Regions from separate parts of the Sus scrofa genome. Here region 1 is linked to region 2. A link is a contact called in public HiChIP or PLAC-seq data. All regions are on one chromosome and are shown on one strand. Each heading gives the region's core, a stretch centred on a gene start, on an enhancer-like site or on the middle of the called end of the contact. The rest is flanking DNA. Distances are from core to core; before and after follow the strand shown. Region 1 overlaps LOC106507659 (a long non-coding RNA gene). Region 2 overlaps NFIA (nuclear factor 1 A-type).

The links. HiChIP or PLAC-seq counts read pairs in DNA pulled down with a chosen protein or histone mark.
Region 1: an H3K27ac HiChIP or PLAC-seq map of alveolar macrophages shows a contact between it and region 2. The contact joins two enhancer-like sites. A contact is called at or near these places in 3 of 5 promoter capture datasets (fetal liver and liver), 5 of 47 Hi-C or Micro-C datasets (alveolar macrophages, embryonic fibroblasts, liver and 1 more) and 2 of 2 datasets of contacts at active chromatin or transcription factors (alveolar macrophages and skeletal muscle).

Annotation. Positions count from the first base shown.
Region 1 is chr6:151,242,590-151,246,737 of Sscrofa11.1, reverse strand. It overlaps LOC106507659 (a long non-coding RNA gene), which reads right to left. Exons shown (of 2, transcript XR_002345466.1): 1 at 1,193-4,148. Among named protein-coding and RNA genes, the nearest start is that of NFIA, 15 kb to the right of the region's middle. Within about 2 kb of position 1,462, at least 31 of the 83 cell types and tissues checked have an H3K27ac peak or open chromatin away from gene starts, as enhancers often do. A contact at or near this core is called in alveolar macrophages, fetal liver and liver, where this site is marked.
Region 2 is chr6:151,080,920-151,085,232 of Sscrofa11.1, reverse strand. The region is part of intron 2 of NFIA (nuclear factor 1 A-type); the gene reads left to right. Among named protein-coding and RNA genes, the nearest start is that of NFIA, 150 kb to the left of the region's middle. Within about 2 kb of position 2,037, at least 6 of the 83 cell types and tissues checked have an H3K27ac peak or open chromatin away from gene starts, as enhancers often do. A contact at or near this core is called in alveolar macrophages, fetal liver and liver, where this site is marked.

The sequences.
Region 1 (4,148 bases), core at 213-2,712, 160 kb before region 2:
TGCTTTAAGCCGACATCATAAAAGCCAGATAAAATAAAGTGCTCAGAGGCGTTAGTCGAAATCCAGGAGCAGTTCAAAGATCCCTCTATTATATGTGACATTGCTCTCCCCGTGTTTTCACTGGAGTAATAATAACCTCTAACATTTATTGAGCTGTTTGTTACATGTGCCATGCTCTGCTCCAAGCACTTTAATATGATAACTCATTTGTTCTGACAACAGCCCTGCGAATGAGTTGCAATTGTAATCTTCCTTATATAAATGTGGGAAACTGAGGCAGAACTAAATTAAATAGTTTTTCTATAGTTACTCAGCTAGTGCATATCAAAACCAGCTAGTAGTTTGGTTCTGGCACCCATACTCCTGACCATTTACTGCACAGTTAAGAGAAGTGTCAAACAGTGGTCTCTGACTATAACCCTGCTTGGAAATGTTTTCTGAAAAAGTAGACAAGGAGTAATGAATCCCATTAATTTGGTCAATCTTAACAGTGAGTCTGGCACAGGAGAACTCTTACCCACTTAAAAAACCTCATATTCTCTGAATTATCTAAGTAATTTAATGCATTTCACAAACATTTTAAACAATACTGAAAATCGTTTCAATCCCAAAATCCTTTTGGCTGGTCCTTGAAAATAGTCTCTACCCACCCCCAATATAATTACAAGATTACATTATCATTCTCAAGGAGTAATTATCATATGCTATATATACTTCAGAGCTGGGACAATAGCAGCATTTAATATAGACACAATCTTTATTGTTAAGGACTCCAGCATACCGGACTCATCACTTTCATTACCATCAGTTTAAACAGATGCCACCTGAAGAATGTGACCTCTTTTTCTCTCTACATTAAAATCTCTTCCCCAAGCCCCATCGTCATTCCCTCCTAGATAGAGTCATGGTGTGTGTGTGAAAGACAGACAGACAGACAGACTGAAAGAAAGAGAGAGAAAATCATTGACCCTCTGCAATTTTATGGATGAGAAAAGAAAGCCATAGAATGAAACCTGCCCAAGATTACAGATGAGCCTGGGACCCAGGACTCCACTCTCAGCTCAGCCCTCCCAACCCAAATTCACCCTTAGAGTTCATAAACGTATTTAGACTGAGAGTACACTTAAAAAAAAAAAATAGTTTAAACAACCCTTTTTTTGACCCAAGATATATAAAGAAGGGGCTGTCTTACGCCTTTCTTCCTTTCAGATGTGTTCCTGGAATGTCTTCACCAGATGTTTACCCAAGAAATTACAGTCCCAGAGTCTTCAACATGTGCGTGCGTTTTCAAAGCAGCATTTTAGATCTGAACCTAATTAATGATTTTCTTTTCTTTCTTTTATTAAAAAAAAGGGGGGGGTGGATTAGTTTTGCCTGCAAGTGATCCGAGTCTTTACCGAGTCTGCGTTAACGTCACTCACTTTCACTCTGGGACGTGCTAGTCTCACAGTCTAGTTTTGTTCAGACTTTATTCTGCTCCAAGCTGCATTACAAGCCACTTGTCCATGCTGCAAAAGGTGGGGTTAGCGTTTGGGGTGACGAGCTCTTTTGCTCTTTTTTTCCCTTTCCTATACGTGAAGCAATCTGGAATCATTCCACTTGGCCCTGCGCGCAGCGTGCACACACACACACGCACACACGTGTACCATGCATGTGTGGGCGCCTATAGAACTGTGTAGACGCGCGTTTGTGATTTAAAGTGACAGGACCAAGAGCCAGACTGAAGCAGTGAATTATTTTACGTGATAAATCAGCCCGATCGTCTGCGCACTGTACTGGCATTATTCACCCGAGTGCTCGGCGGTTACTGCGGACGTGCACTGCGGCAAAAACGTCCTCGGAGCCGCTAATTTTGTGGCCACTGCGGCGGCGGCGGCGGCGGAGGCGGAGTGGGGGCGCGAGCACGGATTGATTTTTCAAGATCACGTCTCCATCAGTGCGGTCACCAAATCGAATCCAGTTGACTCCAGAAGCCTCATTGGAAGCATGTGGATTGGGTTTTGTACCTGAGATTGTTAAAATACTTTTTTTTTTTTTTTTTTTTTTTTTTTTTTTTTCCTTTTGAGAGAGGAGCTGAGCTGTTGGTGCAGGGAGATATACCTTTTCTGGTTTATTTTCCTTTTACGTTAAACAAAAAGGAAAAGAAAGAAAATGGCTACCACCTCTTCCTGAGCACTGAGGAGGCCAGACCTTTGCGAACCGGGAGACGGTGCTTGAAACCCTTTTTCTTCCCTGTATCTCTCCCGCACCCCTCACCCCCAACCTTCTACTGTCAGCTCTGCTACAGCCCAAGGAGAAAAATGGTCATAGGCACTTGTGTCGGTCATTTGCCCTCAGTCTTGCTCTTTTCTTAGGACAAGTAGTTACCAGTTTTTCCCCTTCTTTTTACAAACTGGTCCTTTTCATCTGGTTTCCAAATCCTTTTGCTAAAAATGGGTCCGGGACATTTGATTTGTCTTTTTAAACACCCAGCGTTGCAGCGGTGAACAGCAGCAGGCGTGGGGTGGGGGCATTCTCCTTACTGGAGATGACCTGGGGCAGACACAACCCAGTGGGTGCACACACCTCTGGCGGGGGAAGGGGTAGGCTGATTAACAAATTAGTTACCAAATGTGTATTGATGCCTGCGAGTTTTTAAAAAGCACATCCAGAATTTCACTTTCACGTGTGCCTGATTGTATTGCTCTTCTCTCTAGCCGAGCATATGGATCTTACTAATCATTGACATTTAAAATGTGGTATTCCAAAGACTTGGGAGACAGCTTTGGATTCTCACTTTGTTTGCATGATAAAACCTGAGTGTCTTTCAAGAGGGTAGGAAACCTTTCGCATTGGTGAATCTGGCATTGACATATTTATCCCAGACTTTTACTTCTCCCCAAGCTGCCTACCAAGCTATGGTGGTATTTGCCAAATTGGGAAGATAATTGCAGTATCGATGTGTGAGTAATGACACAGTGTTGCATAATAATAATTTAAGCAACTGTGTTTTTGTTTACGGTGATGTAACTTTCCCAGAGTTTGTTTGTAGCTTTAAAGGGTTTAAGTGCGAGCAGATTGCTCTTGAGCAGCTGCCCTGAAGAAAGTGAGCTTGATTCAGCTCTCCGGTTTAGGGATCTGCAGTCCCCATCTTTATCTGCAGTCCCAACCTGGAGGTCCCAGGAGCTGAGTGGAAGGAGCTGATGACTTGGCTTTACCTGATAAAGCCTGCCTGAATTGTTCATGACATGGAAGAATACTCCTGTTCAAGGCAAATTAAAAAGCCAGAGGCAGCAGTACTGTGAAAAGCCAGCTCAGTTAAATGGGCAGCATATAACATAGCTGAAATACAGCTCTTTAATGAGTGTGTCTCAAGTGGTAAAAATGAGTGCAAATGAATTCAAAACCAACCACCCCATTTGCTCCAACATTTCAAACATACTGAGACTGTCATGTGTTCAGGCTGCTGTTTCATAGCCCATGATGTGTAGACAGTGTACATTTTCCATGTTATAATGACTTGGAGATAGACAAGTATTTTAATTCGGTCGTTAGAGTAGAGACAAGTGAAAATCAGTTATACATCTAGGTCCACAGCAAGGCGGCCTACAAACTCATAGGAAACCCACACTTTCCAGGCACCAATATGTCCACTGTCCTTTTTCTTAAAGACCCAGATTCCAGGGCCGCAGACTTGGGCATGAATCTGATTTATAACTATAAAAGTGACACACCAAGATCTATTAATTTACACTCAGACATAAGAAAAGTAACAAATGAAGAAGTCTTTGTTGGCCGTAAGGCATGCCTGTAAACTTGGGAAACGCTTCCCTATAGTTGATCTGAATTAATACTTTTTTGTGATATCAATGAGTTGCCATTATAGAGATCATATTCAGGCAGGTGATTTAGCTTTTTAAAATGTTTGTGGTATCAAAGTTGTGTGTTTCGTTTTTTAAAGGGGAAAACCCACAAACTGAGCTTTCTTATTATAGGAAGAGTTTAGTAAAATTCTTAATATGTTGCTGCTTTAGAACTAAAGCGAACAGGCATTTCATTTGATGATATTAATAAATATGTGAACACCATAAACATTAATTATGGTGTTTTCTTAGTTAACTGGTCATGTTTTTATTTTCAAAGGAACAAAGTCTGGGAGTGAAAAACTT
Region 2 (4,313 bases), core at 788-3,287:
GTAAAAAACTTTGAAAATGCACCTCATCATTACTGTAGAACTGTAACTTATTCCAGGAGGTGAGATAAACCAGCTTCCCATTTATCAAGCTGTATTTGAACAGGAATGATAATAACTGACCTATAAATGGCTTCTTTTTTATATTGCCTGTGCAAATCAGGTCACTAGGAAATCATTGTTTATTAACTTGTTTCAGTGACATGATAGTGTGAAGTATTTCAAGACTTGTTCATCCCTTTTCCATGTGACTCAGGATTAGATTCTGCCCTTTGCTCTGCTAAGGTCCGTCTGACTCAAACAGGTAAACTGAACAGGAAACCGTGAGGACACAAACATGTGGTCATCACTCGAGTACCTTGCTTTGGTTACATAAACTCTTGATGTACTTGATGGCTTCTTTGCCAAGAGCTCGATAATTTCCCCCAATTGCTGATGCTGCTAAGTGCAAGGAAAACTATGGATGGTTATAAACTTTGCATGGTACTCATATACACTCATAGTGATATTTGGCATAATTAAACCTGTGATAGTAACTTCCTGGTTCATTTTCCATTCACTCCATTAGAGAGTTTGGGCCTTTATGGAGCACCACTGTATGCAGTTCATGGGGATATATAGTTCACATTTCTGGAAGGGCTGTGAGGTTTGAGTTATAATCCAGTGCTGTCATCGTATAATCTTTTCCTGGAAGGTGCATCTACATAACTTCCATAATTTTTAACTTCTTGGGTTTCCTAATACAGTACTGTGGGCTCTAGTTCTTGCCTTCCACCTCCATAACCCCTAAATTGTATATATACATATGAAAAATATTGAGATAAGTTTAGGACTTTCAAAGAAAGGCACCTACTTCTTGTTCTGGTGGCAGGTGGATGGAGTGTCACGGTGGAACATAAATGATGTTCCAGTTGGCTCCTGAAACTTGAAAAAGTTTCACTGTTTCAGCTGAAATGAATCGTCAGCTCAGTTTTTTTAAAAAAGATCAATTCAACAAGACAGGACTGATTGCTCAGGCAACTTAATTGCCTCTGAGACAAATGTTTAGAATAATTAATCACGTCTGATCTTTGGTATGGGTGTGTAGCCGTAATCTTTACTGTCTTATTTTGTTTAACTGTCTGTGTATATGTTCTCTAGGAAGGAGGCTGATTAAACTTTGAAATAGCTTGAGTCTATTGTCTGAACTATATTAATGTACATAATTATGCCTGGAAGATAAATTATAGCTAATTATAAAGTTTGTGTCTAGGACAGGTGATCTACACATTTTTTTCTTTTTAGCTTTTCTTTAGCTGTGTTTTAGGAGCTATTCAGGAGTATAAGTTTAGGTTCATAATCTGTGGCAGAGCTAAAGTCAGGGAGGGGTGGTCCCGCAGGACCTAAGTTGTCTCTTGTTGGGAAAAGCTCGAGATTGGGAAATAGAACTTTGGAGACATAGGTCAAAGGAGGATATGAAATATTTGCCCCACAACCCCATACATGCTTAACCTTTATTTTGGAGAGGAAAGGTTACTCACACTTACTGAATTAGAATTAGAATAAACCTGATTCTAGTGGTTTATAAACTCTTATATGTAACAGAATAATGGCTTAAGATCTGCCATTGTATTCAGTCTGAGCTCTTCTGCTTACGAACTTTGGAACTTCAGCATGCTGTTTGTTTATCCATTAGCCTCAATTTATTCACCTCTATAAAGGGTAGTGACAGTGCCTTATTGTGGTATTGTTATTATTTATTTATTTTTGTCTTTTTTTTTTTTTTTTTGTCTTTTTAGGGCCTCACCTGTGGCATATGGAGGTTCCCAGGCTAGGAGTTGAATCAGGGCTGCAGCTGCCAGCCTACGCCAGAACCACAGCAACGCAGGATCTGAGCTGAGTCTGTGACCTACACCACAGCTCACGGCAACACCAGATCCTTAATGCACTGAGCAAGGTCATGGATGGAACCCGAAACCTCATGCTTCCTAGTCAGATTCGTTTCTGCTGCGCCACGACGGGAACTCTGTATTGTGGTATTGTTCTTACAGAGAAATGAGGTCACGCTGGGGTTCCCTGGTGGCTCCATGGAGAAAGGATCTGGTGTAATCACTGCTGCAGCACAGGTTCCATCCCTGGAGTACCCCCACCCCCCAAAAAAGAAAGAAGGTAATGTGAGAAAGTGTCTAACAGTCCCTGGCATATATGGAAGATAATAAATGCTAGTTTCCTTCTTGTTCAGCTAAAGCTTAAGGAGGAAAGCTGGTGGAGATGTTTATGTATTTCATTACTTCAGTAACATTTGCTAAATCTATTTACCTCATTGTTGCTGGGTAGTTAAGACAGAGCAACACATATCAAAATATGCAGAGACATATTTTATAATTGAGCTACCACTCCTTTTTTTGTAATGCATTGTGGATTCTTACTTTACCTCTGTGTCTCTCAAAATCTCATGATTTTAAAATGTGTATTTTAAGCTGTTCTGGGTGTATTATGATTGAAATGGGGGTTCTTCAATTCCATCTATGGACTGTCTTTGGACTATCTGAGAATCTGCTGAATTGGCAAAGTGGTGTATGTTTGTGAATAGATATATATTTTCTTGGGAAGAGGAGGTGTGGCTTTTCATCATTTCTAAAAGCGTTAGGGGACCCTACAAGTTTAATGTTAATCTAAATGATGACTTTCTTATGCTTTTTGGTCAAAAGATATAAATGTTGGTATTGATACCTGTTGAAGATTTATTGTGTGCTGGACTTGGTATATGTTTTATTTCAGTGAAACCGGGGCCTTTATGATCTTCAAGTCCATAGAGACATTTTTAGAACACTTTCCAGGCACAGTTTGCCCTAATTTGGTAGAAGACCAAAACGAGGGATGGACGGTTCCTTCCACTGTCCAGTTTAACCACAGCTTTCACCCAAATGTAGATAGTGTGATTCATTAATAGTATTGTGTTTCTATACCATGCATTAAAGGCATTAAAGATTTTTTAAAGCATTAAAATGTGTGATGTTAAGATGATCATTTCATGAATCATGGGATAAGCTATGGAAGATTCAGATTGGTTAAAAGACCCACATCCCAGCAACCCATTTGCCTTGAAGCGTCCCTGTTACAGCTGAGAAAATTAGGAATAACACATATTGTCAACTAGCTGGACACTGGCCAGTTTGAGGAAGGCTCCAGTACAGAGTCTAAGCAAATTGTTTGTTGTGGAATTGACCCATCATGATAGGTACATAGCTTGAAATCATCGAAACTTGTGAGTTGGAGGTAAGGTTGTATTTGCCTTGATTAGAATTGTCCAGCCTTACAAGACGTCACCTGAAGTAGCCCTTTTGTACCTGGGGTTTGTCCATGTCTGTTGTGTTTTAATCATTGTTACTAATACAGTCATGACACCACTGGAAAGTCAGTTTTAGTGGTGTTTGCCGTCTCAGCCATTTTGCTCTGAGCACAGTTCCTATGCCTGGTTATGCAACTCTTAGGGTTCCTGTAGACGTGCCCTCCAGCTTCATTCGTTCACTTTATCCATCCAGTGTATAAGTATTGAACAACTACTATGTGCAAGATCTTCTGGGTTCCAAGTATTATTTCATTGCTTTTCAGAGTACACATCTGGGTATCGTTTTGGAGAATTATTAGTGTGTCTTATCCAGGGGAACAGATGAGAGAGAACAGGGAAATTCAGTAATTGTGTCAGTGTTCAAGCATCAAAAATGATGAATATCAAATAGAAATACCCATCTGGGCTCTTCTTTTTCCTGACCCCATGATCCTCTACAGTTTTACATCAAACATGTGTTGCAAAAATGTTTGTAACAGAATTGCTGTTTTTTAAAACCATCTTTAGAAGATTTCTCAAAGGATTTTGAATTTTTAGGGGATTAAGAAGGATTTTGCTTCATTTGGGGTAGAAATTTGGTGTCTCCATTGAAACTTGTAAACCAAACCAGAGAGCTTTGGATTCTCATTCATTTAGAATGTCCGAGGACATAAAAAGTGAAACAGGCCACTTTTTTCCTAATTCTGCATATTCATTACATTTTGTTTGTTTTAAGTTTCTACCGAATATGACTGATTTTGCTTGCTTCTTATGAACTCTGTTACAAATAAGGTCCTTAGGAAACCATTGAGGAAGGAGTAAACGCGAGCCTAATAATAAACTTTTCAACTAGGAGTGTTAACTAAATTGTGTATCCTTGGGCAAAGTTGCTTAATCTTCCAGGCTCTTGGTCTCCTTCTTGACAGTTTTTAAATTTTAAGGAGTTATCCTTCTACCTAATTTGATAAGAGAATTTCATGGTAATTGTCTAATAGCAGTCTGTATC